2 separate regions of the Ovis aries genome follow, and region 1 is linked to region 2. Evidence: chromatin contacts called from public Hi-C data. All regions are on one chromosome and are shown on one strand. Each heading gives the region's core, a stretch centred on a gene start, on an enhancer-like site or on the middle of the called end of the contact. The rest is flanking DNA. Distances are from core to core; before and after follow the strand shown. Region 1 has its middle 33 kb from the start of ADGRD1. Region 2 overlaps ADGRD1 (adhesion G protein-coupled receptor D1).

Evidence for each region. A called contact is a pair of places that touch in the nucleus more often than the background predicts.
Region 1: a contact with region 2 is called in a Hi-C map of tail adipose tissue, with 4 times the contacts expected there. The contact joins two enhancer-like sites. A contact is called at or near these places in 4 of 16 Hi-C or Micro-C datasets (omental adipose tissue, skin fibroblasts and tail adipose tissue).

The regions. Positions count from the first base shown.
Region 1 is chr17:46,298,138-46,303,458 of ARS-UI_Ramb_v3.0, forward strand. No RefSeq gene overlaps it. Among named protein-coding and RNA genes, the nearest start is that of ADGRD1, 33 kb to the left of the region's middle. Within about 2 kb of position 2,359, at least 1 of the 54 cell types and tissues checked has an H3K27ac peak or open chromatin away from gene starts, as enhancers often do.
Region 2 is chr17:46,127,464-46,133,023 of ARS-UI_Ramb_v3.0, forward strand. All of the region lies in intron 15 of ADGRD1 (adhesion G protein-coupled receptor D1), which reads right to left. Among named protein-coding and RNA genes, the nearest start is that of TRNAW-CCA, 130 kb to the right of the region's middle. Within about 2 kb of position 4,253, at least 1 of the 54 cell types and tissues checked has an H3K27ac peak or open chromatin away from gene starts, as enhancers often do.

The DNA.
Region 1 (5,321 bases), core at 1,109-3,608, 170 kb after region 2:
ATGACATCTCTAAGCCACTCTCTGACCCGAGGCCAGACACAAAGGCTCAAGCCACCTGATGGAAAATCAGGATAAGGCTCCAACTCTCCATGCGCTCTGCATGTAAGGAGGTTGACTCCAAAGATGCTACCATGAAGGGATCAAGGTGTCTGATTTCCATTGGGTCCCCATGGAGCTGAAGTCAGCCCTCCAAGCATGGGAGTTGCCCAGCTGGGGCTGGTATCCCTGAGAGCATGTGACAAGGTACTTCTGGGAGGGCGGGAAACAACTGGAAAGCTTGTGGTAGAGAGCCTGTTCCGGCGGCATCATGACCCTTCAAAACAGAAGCGATGCAGAGGGCAATGAGCCCATGAAGCATTGCTCAACACATTAGTCATTAGGAAGATGCAAATCAAAACCACCGTGACTTCCCACTCCACACACCCAGCGTTGCTAAAATTATAGACTGGCTACCCCCCAGTGTTGGATATGAAGGCGTCTGAACGCCCACACATTGCTGGGAACGTGAGGGAAGGGATGGATGGAGGAAGGTGCAGTGGTTGACCTCTGGGCAGCCAAGAAGGAATCCGCACACACAAAAAGATCATAAAATTCATAAAAAATAAATAAAACATATACGGGGACTTCCCTGGTGGTCCAGTGGCCAAGACTCCAAGCTCCCAATGTAGGGGCCAGGGTTCGATCTTTGGTCAGGGAACTAGATCCCACGTGTTGCAACTGAAGATGCCGAGTGCTGCAGCTGACTCGGCACAGCCAAATAAATATATTTTTTAAAGTAATCGGCACCTGTTTTGAAGGCTATGCAGCTTTTCCTGGGGCACCTTGAGGATACAGTTCTTTCTGCCAGGCAGAAATGAAGGCTCAAGTTTGCAAGATCTTCTGATTTTTGTGGATTTTTTGGAGAAGCTGGAAATTCTAAATTTTATGTAAAAGTCTTTGATGTTTCAACATTGCCAACTAATTCAAATATTCTGAAAAGATGTGTGCAAGCCAAATAAGGCTCCAGGGCTACCAGTTTGAATTTCTTTAAGAGAGGTTATTGACAAATTAGCAATAGGGATTTGACAAAGAAAAGAATACCACTTGGGACAAAGACCATAATATATGTTTAAAGAAAAGAGAGGCAAGGCAATGTCTCCCCTCTCCCACTCCAGGATCAAGATAGAATGTTTTTTTTATTAGAACTGAGTATTGATGAACAGACCTTGCCCAGTAGGTCAAGTGACCTGCCTCAGGCGCTTCTTTCAACCTATCAAGCATCTGAGATTCTAACAGCTTTATAATCTCTGCTCCCGTAATTACCCTAAGTGATACAAAATGGTGCTCCGTGAATGTGAAAACATCCATCCTCACTAGGAAAACAAAACTGTCAACTCTGAAAAAGACCATTTCTACTTTTAGCTTTCTCGATCATTCCGCCTTCCCCCCATGGAGTTAAATGTTCCTGCGATTTATAATAGAAAGCAATTAACAGACAATCCACCATCTTCAGCTAATGCAGCTCCTTCAAATGCAATGTTTCTGAAGAAACAGATAAAAGCTAGTCTGGAGTGATCACATTGTGTGAGGCAATTCCTTTTATATCTTTTGAAAGTGATTTCAGACAAATCTGCTTTGCCAAAAAAGCCAACGCCTAGTATACTTGCGCTTTATTTTCTTGGCATCCCCCAGTCCATTTTTTTTGGCAATTAGGGAAATTTTTGATGATAACCGCCCACACTTGAGCCAGGCTCTCCCCTTTCCCTTCTTCATCCCTCCACCCCTGCAGGATTTTCCTGAAATCGTGTCTCCCTGGGGAAATTCAACCTCTGACCCCTGCTGCTTACTTTAACTGCCTATGATTTATCTTAATTCCAATCTAGACTTTCATTCCAAGCCCTCCCAGTAAAGAGGAGGGTATATTCCAGGTTGAAGGCCAGAGCCCAGTGATCCTTATGTTGGGTCACGATGGAAAGGTTTTGCAGTGGTCGACCTGGGTGTGAGTCCCAGCTCTTACTTCCTGCTGGCTGAGAAACACCACAGCAGCCTGTGTAGTGAGTGTTCTTTGTGTAAAGTGCAAGGAATAACATTTACTCCAAAGGATTAATTGAGATTATATTAGCAAAGTGTCTCATGTCCGATAAGCGCCTCAACAAGCATTGGTGCCCACCCCCTCTCTTCAAACGCCCAGGGTACCACATGCTCATGTCAAGCCCCAGGAGCTGATATGTGCTAAGTTGCTCTGACTCTTTGTGGACACTGTAGCCCCTGCAGGCTCCTCTGTCCTTGGGATTCTCTAGGCAAGAATACTGGAGTGGGTTGCTGTTTCCTCCTCCAGGGGATCTTGCTGACCCAGGGATCGAACTGGAGTCTCTTGGTCTCTTGAGTCTCTTGTATTAGCAAGCAGGTTCTTTACCACTAGCACCACCTGGGAATCCAGGAGCTGATACTGGTCATATTTTTTTAATCCTCTCTCTGAGGGCCCCCTTGAGCAGGGCCTAATGGTATTGTGAAATGAAATGTTTTCTGCTTTATGCTCTACCAGTAAACAAGCCTTTTCCAAATGTAAATTTCTGAGCCCAGGTAAAACTGAGCCGGCTATTTGGAAGCCATCAGCTACATCCTCCCTGCTAAGCACTGAGGAGCTGGAGGGGATGGAGAGGCAGCCAACCATTACATTCGCCACCTCTTACAGTAAACAAGAAATTAGTATGTGAACAATAAAGAAAGAAGGATTGGCCCCAAGTAGCTAGATGCACATGAAAGAAATGATTTCAGCAAGCCCAGACGTTTGCATCTTCCCATATATAGAAGATCACTAAATTTCTTCATGTGAGAGATTTCAGTTCAGTTCAGTCACTCAGTCATGTCCGACTCTTTGCAGCCCTATGGACTGCAGTGCACCAGGCTACCCTGTCCTTCACTATCTCCTGGAGCTTGCTCAAACTCATGTCCACTGAGTCGGTGATGCCATCCAGCCATCTCATCCTCTGTCGCCCCTTCTCCTCTTGCCATTAATCTTTCCCAGCATCAGGGTCTTTTCCAGTGAGTCTGCTCTTCTCATCAGGTGGCCAAAGTATTGGAGCTTCTGCTTCAGCATCAGTCCTTCCGATGAATATTCAGTGTTGATTTCTTTTAGGATTGACTGGTTTGCTGTTTTTGCAGTCCCAGGGACTATCAAGAGTCTTCTCCAACACCACAGTTCAAAAGCATTAATTCTTCAGTACTCAGACTTCTTTATGAAGGTCCAACTCTCGCATCCATACATGACTACTGGAAAAACTACAGCTTTGACTATATGGACCTTTGTCGCGAAGTGATATCTGCTTTTTAATATGCTGTCTAGGTTTGTCAGAGCTTTTCTTCCAAAGAGCAAGCATCTTTTAACTTTATGGCTGCAGTCACCATCTGCAGTGACTTTGGAGCCCAAGAAAATAAAGTCTGTCACTGTTTCCTTTGTTTCCCCATCCATTTGTCATGATGTAATGGGACCAGATGCCATGATCTTAGTTTTTTTGTGTCTCCTACATTGCAGGTAGATTCTTTGCCCAGTGACCCATTGGGGAAGCCCGTGAGAGATTTAATTTTCTCTTAATTAACAATAATCTTTTAGCGTTCAGATAACCTGCTCCTCCCTGCAAACGTGTATATAGTCTGGCTCCTCCCCAGCTTCCTTGAAGTCAGCTCTCTTGGGGTCACCTGAGATACTGTCTCCTGGGCTGAGTCCTAACATTTCCACCAAATAAAACCTAACTCTCAACTTTTAGGTTGCGTATATTTGTTTAATCGACAGTTCACCTGCATCCTTTTGCTTCTGTTTCCTAGCATCTCTTTGAGTGACATCACCAGTTCTGTGACTGTGATGATAAGAAGAGACGCGTGTCCTACATTCCCCTGCTCCCATACAGGCCAAGCTTTTCTGGGGTTCCTGTCTGTGCTCTTTGCTTGAAGGCAGAGCATTCTGAGCCTCAAGTTGGAAGGGCCTGCATCCCTGAAACTCCTCATGGAAGAGCATCACCAACCCTTATCTAGGCTTTTCCACGGGAAAGAAAGAAAAAATTTCTTGTGTGAGTTTTTTTTTTAACTTTTTATTTCATATTGGAGAGTATAGCAAAGCTGTAATAGATAGATTCAGGTGAACAGCAAAGCCACTCGGCCATATATATACCTGTACCCATTCCCCCCCAGACTCCCTTCCCATCCAGCCTGCCACATCACATCGAGCAGAGTTCCCTGTGCTATACAGCAGGTCCTGGCTGGTTGCGGTGTATGTGTGTTCAGTCGTGTCCGATTCTTTGTGATCCCCTGGACTGTAGCCCACCAGGCTCCTCCACCCATGGGATTTTCCAGGTAAGAATACTGGAATAGGTTGCCGTTCCCTCCTTCAGGAGATCTGCCCTATCCAGGGATCAAAACTGCATCTCCTGCACTGGCAGGCATATTCTTTCCCACTGAGCCGCTGGGAAGACCCTTTGTTGGTTATCTATTTTAAATATAGCCATGTGTACATATCCATCCCAAACAGCCTAACTATCCTTTCCCTCCACTCACCCCAGCAACCATAAATTTCTTCTCTAAGTCTGTGAGTCTCTTTCTGTTTCACAAATAAGTTCATTTTATCATTTCTGTTCGATTCTGCATATAACAGATGTCATACGGTATTTCTCAGAAAGAAAATTTCTTAATTGTTTTGGAGGAATTTGTCATTATACATGAATGTGATAGGCAGTGACATCATACCTACTCTGGAGCCTGAAGAGGACAAATCCTCTACTTCCCCACCACGGCAGGTTCATGGGAAGTCTGTGAGTATGGTCTTCTTCCCTGGCCTCCACATCCTGGGGAACAAAGCCCACTGCAGGTTCACACCCTGGGCTTGCTGCCTTTCCTGCAAGCCAGCCTCCCCAAGCCCCCTTAGTCAGTTCTATTTTCCAAGCCCCACCCTTCATCGCCCCAGTGACTCTGAACCCTCAACATCCTTTTCAAAACTTTCCTTTTTGCACAAGAGAGCCAGGGGCGGTCTCTGGCTTCCCACCAAGACCCCTGACTAATATGCTTGATATCAGCAGGGGAAAAATGTTTACACATACTTTGTCTGTTGTCAGCCAAGCCGGCCACCCCTCCTCCCCGCAACTCGATGGGATGCTGAGGCCAAGCGGCACGCCCTTGGCAGGAACACAGGCTTGTAAATTTACGACAGTCCAAACAGCCTGGCCTGGTCATCATTTGGCCACGAAGTGCGTGTTGGCAGAGAAGCGCCGGTGAAGGCGTTGCTGAATTCCATGAGCAGCGTCTGATTTCTGAGTGTCAGTGATAGGACCTGATTCCACTAGGAGAAAGGG
Region 2 (5,560 bases), core at 3,003-5,502:
GACCTCAGCAACGCTCACTAAATTGAAATTAACTTAAATGACCAGTGGAAATGCCAGCAAATGAAATATACCAGCATGTCTGTATCAACAAGGTAGGCTGGCTTTGGTGACACGCTCACCCCACTGCCACTCGGAAGTCCCCTCCCTAGTCTGGCCCCGGAGCACAAGTTCTGTGCATGGAGTCCTCTGCACCCTGAGGTCTCAGGTCATCCCCCTCCCTGTTCATTGCTCTACTGCCCAAACATCTCACATCCCCATAGTGCAAGCATCCCACTCTCTGACACCAGTCACATTTCACGGGGGAAGTCTTCTCTCTCCCCAGAGAGATGGGAGGCTCTTTGAGGACAGAGCTCACGCTCCTGAAACTTCCGCTGCCTGATCACCCACAGCTCTGAGAACAGCAGGTACTACTGAGAATGAGGGTTCATTTGCTGAAGGCTTCAGAGCAGAAAGAGCCCTCGAGTCTATTCCCGACTCCCCCACTGATCCACCATAAGATATGTATTTAATGTACATCACTGTGTGTACACCTCTTAGAAAAATAATGAAACTTGACCTCCTCCATTCACAGAGCCCTGGTGAGCTTCCTGTGGGCTCATGCGAGGTTCACTGCACAGCATAAAAGCTTCCAGATGTGAGGGCTCTACCTGGCCAGCCACACTCACTGAAATCTTTACCTGCTTTCTGCACACAGGCTCTGCCTAGTGCTTCTGATAAATGAGAGTCCAGCCCTAGCCTCATACCCACAGCTGCCCCGTACTCTACCATATGCCCTGCAGCCCCACTGTCAACCAACCTGTGGAAAAACAGGAAGTGTTAGTTGCTCAGTCTGATTATTTGCAACCCGATGCAAAGAATTCTTTGTAACCAGGCTCTTCTGTCCATGGAATTCTCCAGGCAATAATCATGGAGTGGGTAGCCATTCCCTTCTCCAGGGGATCTTCCTGACCCAGGGATCGAACCTGGGTCTCCTGCATTGCAGTAATTTATTTTTACCATCTGAGTTACAACAGAAGCCCTCAACCAACCCTATTATCAACCAAGTCAACCATCAACCCACCCCACCATCAGCCAACTTCACCATCAATCAACCTCACCATCAACAACTTTATTATCAACCAATTCTACACCATCAACCAACCCCACATCATCTGTCAGTCTCACCAGCAACCAACCCCATCATCAACTAATCTCACCATCAACCAACCCCACTGTCAATCTACCCCACCATCAGCCAACTCTATTATCAACCAACTCAACCCATCAACCAACCTTACCATTAATCAAAACTCACCATCAACCAACTCTTCATCACAGCTTTTACCAACCCCACCAAAGCCAGCCTTAAGCCAACCACAATAGGGAACACTTTAAAAATGAGATAAGGCTCCTCCATTGAGCAGAGCTATCATCCTGGTTGCTGCTGCTGCTGCTAAGTCACTTCAAGTCGTGTCCGACTCTGTGCGACCCCATAGACAGCAGCCCATCAGGTTCCCCCATCCCTGGGGTTCTCTAGGCAAGAATACTGGAGCGGGTTGCCATTTCCTTCTCCAGTGCATGAAAGTGAAAAGTCAAAGTGAAGTTGCTCAGTTGTGTCTGACTCTTAGCGACCCCATGGACTGCAGCCCACCAGGCTCCTCAGTCCATGGGATTTTCCAGGCAAGAGTACTGGAGTAGGGTGCCATTGCCTTCTTAGCCAGTCTCAAAATGCTCATACAGAGCATAAGGCAAGCTATTAATATATTGGAAGGTCATACTTGAAACGGCACTTGCATGATAAAGCAAGCCTATGAGGGGAAAATAAGAGGTGATTAGAAGGACCTTTGAAAACCTCTCAGGTCCCCTACAAGCCATGGTCTGTGCAGGTAACCTCATACATCATTCTTCAGCACAGTGGTCTGAGTAACACTGAGGCAGACCACAGGAGGAACCTGCCTGCAGAAGTCGGGGTCTTCAGATTTTTCTTGTTTAAAACAGCTGTCAGATCCACAGAGCAGAATGTGTGTGTTGGTGTTGGGATAATCTGAGAGACTCTGCTTGCCTGAAGGGCTTACTCCCCCTCTCTTTTTATATAAGAGCTTGATAACTTTAACGCATGTTCAGCCCACTGGTTTGCCAGTGTGTTAAGTGAACCTGTGTTAAACATGGCTCCACCGTAAGCTGCCAACAGCCTGTGCCTTGTGAAGTTGGACAGGAGGGAAAGTGGGCTTCACACTGGCCCCAACATGCAACCGGAAGCAGACAGAGAGGACAGGCAAGGACCTCCTGAACCGGAAGCAGGGTGCACTCTGGTGGTGAGGTCCATGGAGACAAGGGTTGTCTGTCTTGCTCCTGTTCAGATCCCCAGCCTCTGACAAGGACTGGCAAACTCTAGATGTTCAAGAGATGAACCAAAGATCAGATTCACCTGGGGTCATGAAGCATTCACAGCAGACTGGATGGTTAAGATGGGGAGAACAGAAGTGCCTTTATTGGGCATCTACTGTATACAGGCACCAAACCAGCAGAGGAGGCTGTGAGTGGCATCCCGGTTCTCATGTTGAAGAAATGTGACTGCCCATCACTGCACAGCTGGCGAGGCAGTACTGGACTGACCCCAGATGGCCTAGACCCCCATCGGCAGCAAGCATGTATTAAGCACCCACTGAGTGCCAAGCCTCGGGCTTAACCTGCAGTAGGGAAAGCAAATAATGAACAAAGGCACAAACAGATACTGATAAATACATGAGTGAATAAATAAGGTCACTAGTTCTGCGCTTGATCAGGCTTAGATGGAAATAATCAGAGGCCTTGCTGGAGGTGATTGTCGGGGACGGGAGGGGGTACCTAGACGTGAGAGTCATTCCAGGTCCTCTCTCTCCCCTCAAAGCTCATCCCCACCCAGTCCTGTTGGCTCCTCTGCTAACACTAGGCATACATCTCTCCTTATCCTCAGTTTCCAGAGCCTCTGTCTTAACCTCCTCTACTTCTTGGACTGCCTCGCAGCTCCCCGACTGCACACCATCTTCAGCCAAGTCTCCACTCAGCAGATGTGGGTCTGAGCTCACCCACCTCCTGGGTACCCTTGCGCCCAGAATGAAATCCTCGTTCCTGCCTGGGTCTGCAAGCCCCCCAGTGCTTTGTCCCGCCAGCATCTGCCTCACCGCCTTACTCACTTACTCTTTCAGGAGGGTCCACACAGGAAAGGAAGGCCTTCCCAGGAATTCAGCAGAGGGGACTGAACATAGGAAGTGGGGGACAAAGTATGGGAACCCTCAGAAAAGGAGATGATGGGGACAGTCCCCAGAGAACAGCCACAGCAAGAACATCTGCCCTTGTAGGGTGGGAAGGACAACAGGAGGGGGGTGATGTGAGCAGAGCTAAGACCACTGAAAAGCTGGAAACACAACAGGCCTGTCCCCTGAGCTGGGGTCACGGAGGGAGGGCGGTACTGCGGGAGCAGGGACCACGGAGGGGCCATGGGCGGCATAGGAGCATCTGAGCAGAGAGCAGACGGGTATCACTTCATGCCTGCCTCTCATTGGCTGGGCTCGGCAGGAAGCCAGTTGTCAAGGGAACCTGTGGCCAAGCAGAGTGAAGGACAAGTGGGGACAATCTGAGAGCATGCAGCCCACTCGCTGGGTCAGCCCGGCTGCAGATGCTCTCAGCCCCTCACTGCTCCTGGACCCTGCATTCCGTCAGTTTCCCCTGCCTCCATCACCCCACCTCTGGCTCTTTGCAAGGCCTGCTCTGTCTTGCCTTCTGGTCTACCTTCTGCTGGGACCCAGGCTCTGCTGGAGCCTGCCCCTCTGCTGGTCCCCTCTGACCCTGGCTAAACCATGTGCCTTCCTTCAGCCCTGGACAGGAGGAGCATGTGGCTTGCTGGGCAGCCGAGGTTTGACAACAGTCCCTGGGCTTAATCATCTGTGGGTTTCACTAGCAACACCTTCTGCACGCAGTCCAGCCTGCAGGTGACTTTCACTATGTTCCAGTGATGGAAATGAGACCAGAGCTCCAAGCTTCTTGGCTGCTTGAAGGGTACTATCGTGGGCTACAGGGGTGCACTGGTAGGGGAGAAACCCTACCAGATGCACGAAGACTTGGGTCCATGTCTTTAAAAAGGTGTCATCGACCTGCCTTCCTCAGGCGAGTCACCTCATCAGAAGAGTCAGCCAGGGACTAGGACTAAGCCATTTCACTCCCTTGTTACCCAGACCAGGCCCCTGGGGCTGTCTTAACCATCTCCACTCAGTCATACAGCTGTGTACCAGTCTGAGGGTGACTGGGAAGACAGTAACTACTTTAGCTTTTCAAAAAAAATGAGTAATTTAATTTAGGGCAATGTTTGCAAAGGAGAACAGAGATGCCACAGGATGATGGTGTTACCCAGGTATTAATTAAATCACAGCCAGAAGCCACCTGCCCTGGTTAAAGGTCACCTGGGGAAGCCAAGGCCACGGGCTGGAGGAGCTGCCAGCAGAGGTTGCAGAGACAAGGCTGTTGCCAGGAAAGCTGCCTGAGGCTCAAGGAGAGAGGACGGCACTTGGCCTCACCCCTCCCATCTCCTGCCAGGGCCCCAAGGAGTAGTCGGCACTGGTCAGCCCTAGGATGCTGAGTCCAGCAGGGGGACGGGTGGGTCTGAGAGCAAAGGCCCAGGATCCAGACATGCCTAGGGTCCTGGGGATTGGATCCCTCCTGCATATAGCCCTGGGCAGCTGGGCCGTGGGAGTCAGGGAGTCTGTGCCTCTGCCCCTGAGCCTGCCAGCAGGGCTGGGAGGCTGCCAGCTCCCAAGATGCTAACTGGAAGCTGTGTGATCTCCGGCTTTACATGTGGGGGTGGGGATGGGGTGGGGACTCAAGACCGAGATTGCAAAATACACAGAGCAACTGTTGCGGGAGGCACGTGGACGATGGGATGACACGGAGCCAACACACCAGCCACCCCGATGCTCGCTGCACAGAGGCGAGGCCGGAGCAGACCTCCCCATAAATGGTGGCTTCAGGCACCTACGAGAAGTTCAAACCTTGGGCTGCTCTACCCAGCAAGTCTACTGCGGTGATTTGTCCTACTGACGCACTTGCAGTGCCGGAAAGGGTGTCTGCTCACAGATATTTATTGTTTGCAGCAGCCAAAGACTGTTGTCACCTGACATGGATCCACAGAGGCTTAGAGAAATCCCAGGGTTGAGGGTGGGGGAAGAGGGGGACCCAGTGGTGAAAATGAATGAGGCAGGTCCACATAGACAGAGATGAAGCAGTCGCCAGGATGTGCTGATACGTCTCTCAAAAGCACAGACTGGTTTCTACAGCACACAGCTCTGTGTTTAAGGAACAGAGGGTGACACGGAGACTGTCTCTGAGGTGACAGAGTCGGCCCTGCTCTGGGCAGGGGGCTGGGAGACATGAGAGGGGATGGGGCCCCCGAGCTCACGTCCATCTTCTGTGCTATTTAGTGCATTTTCCCAAGTAGCATGGCATCTTTACAGCAAACATAGCCTGAGAAATTGGCCCTGGCTTTGTCTCAGTCCTGCAAGGAGTCCTCGGGCTCCTGTAGGGCCCCTCACCCCTGACATGGGTGGAG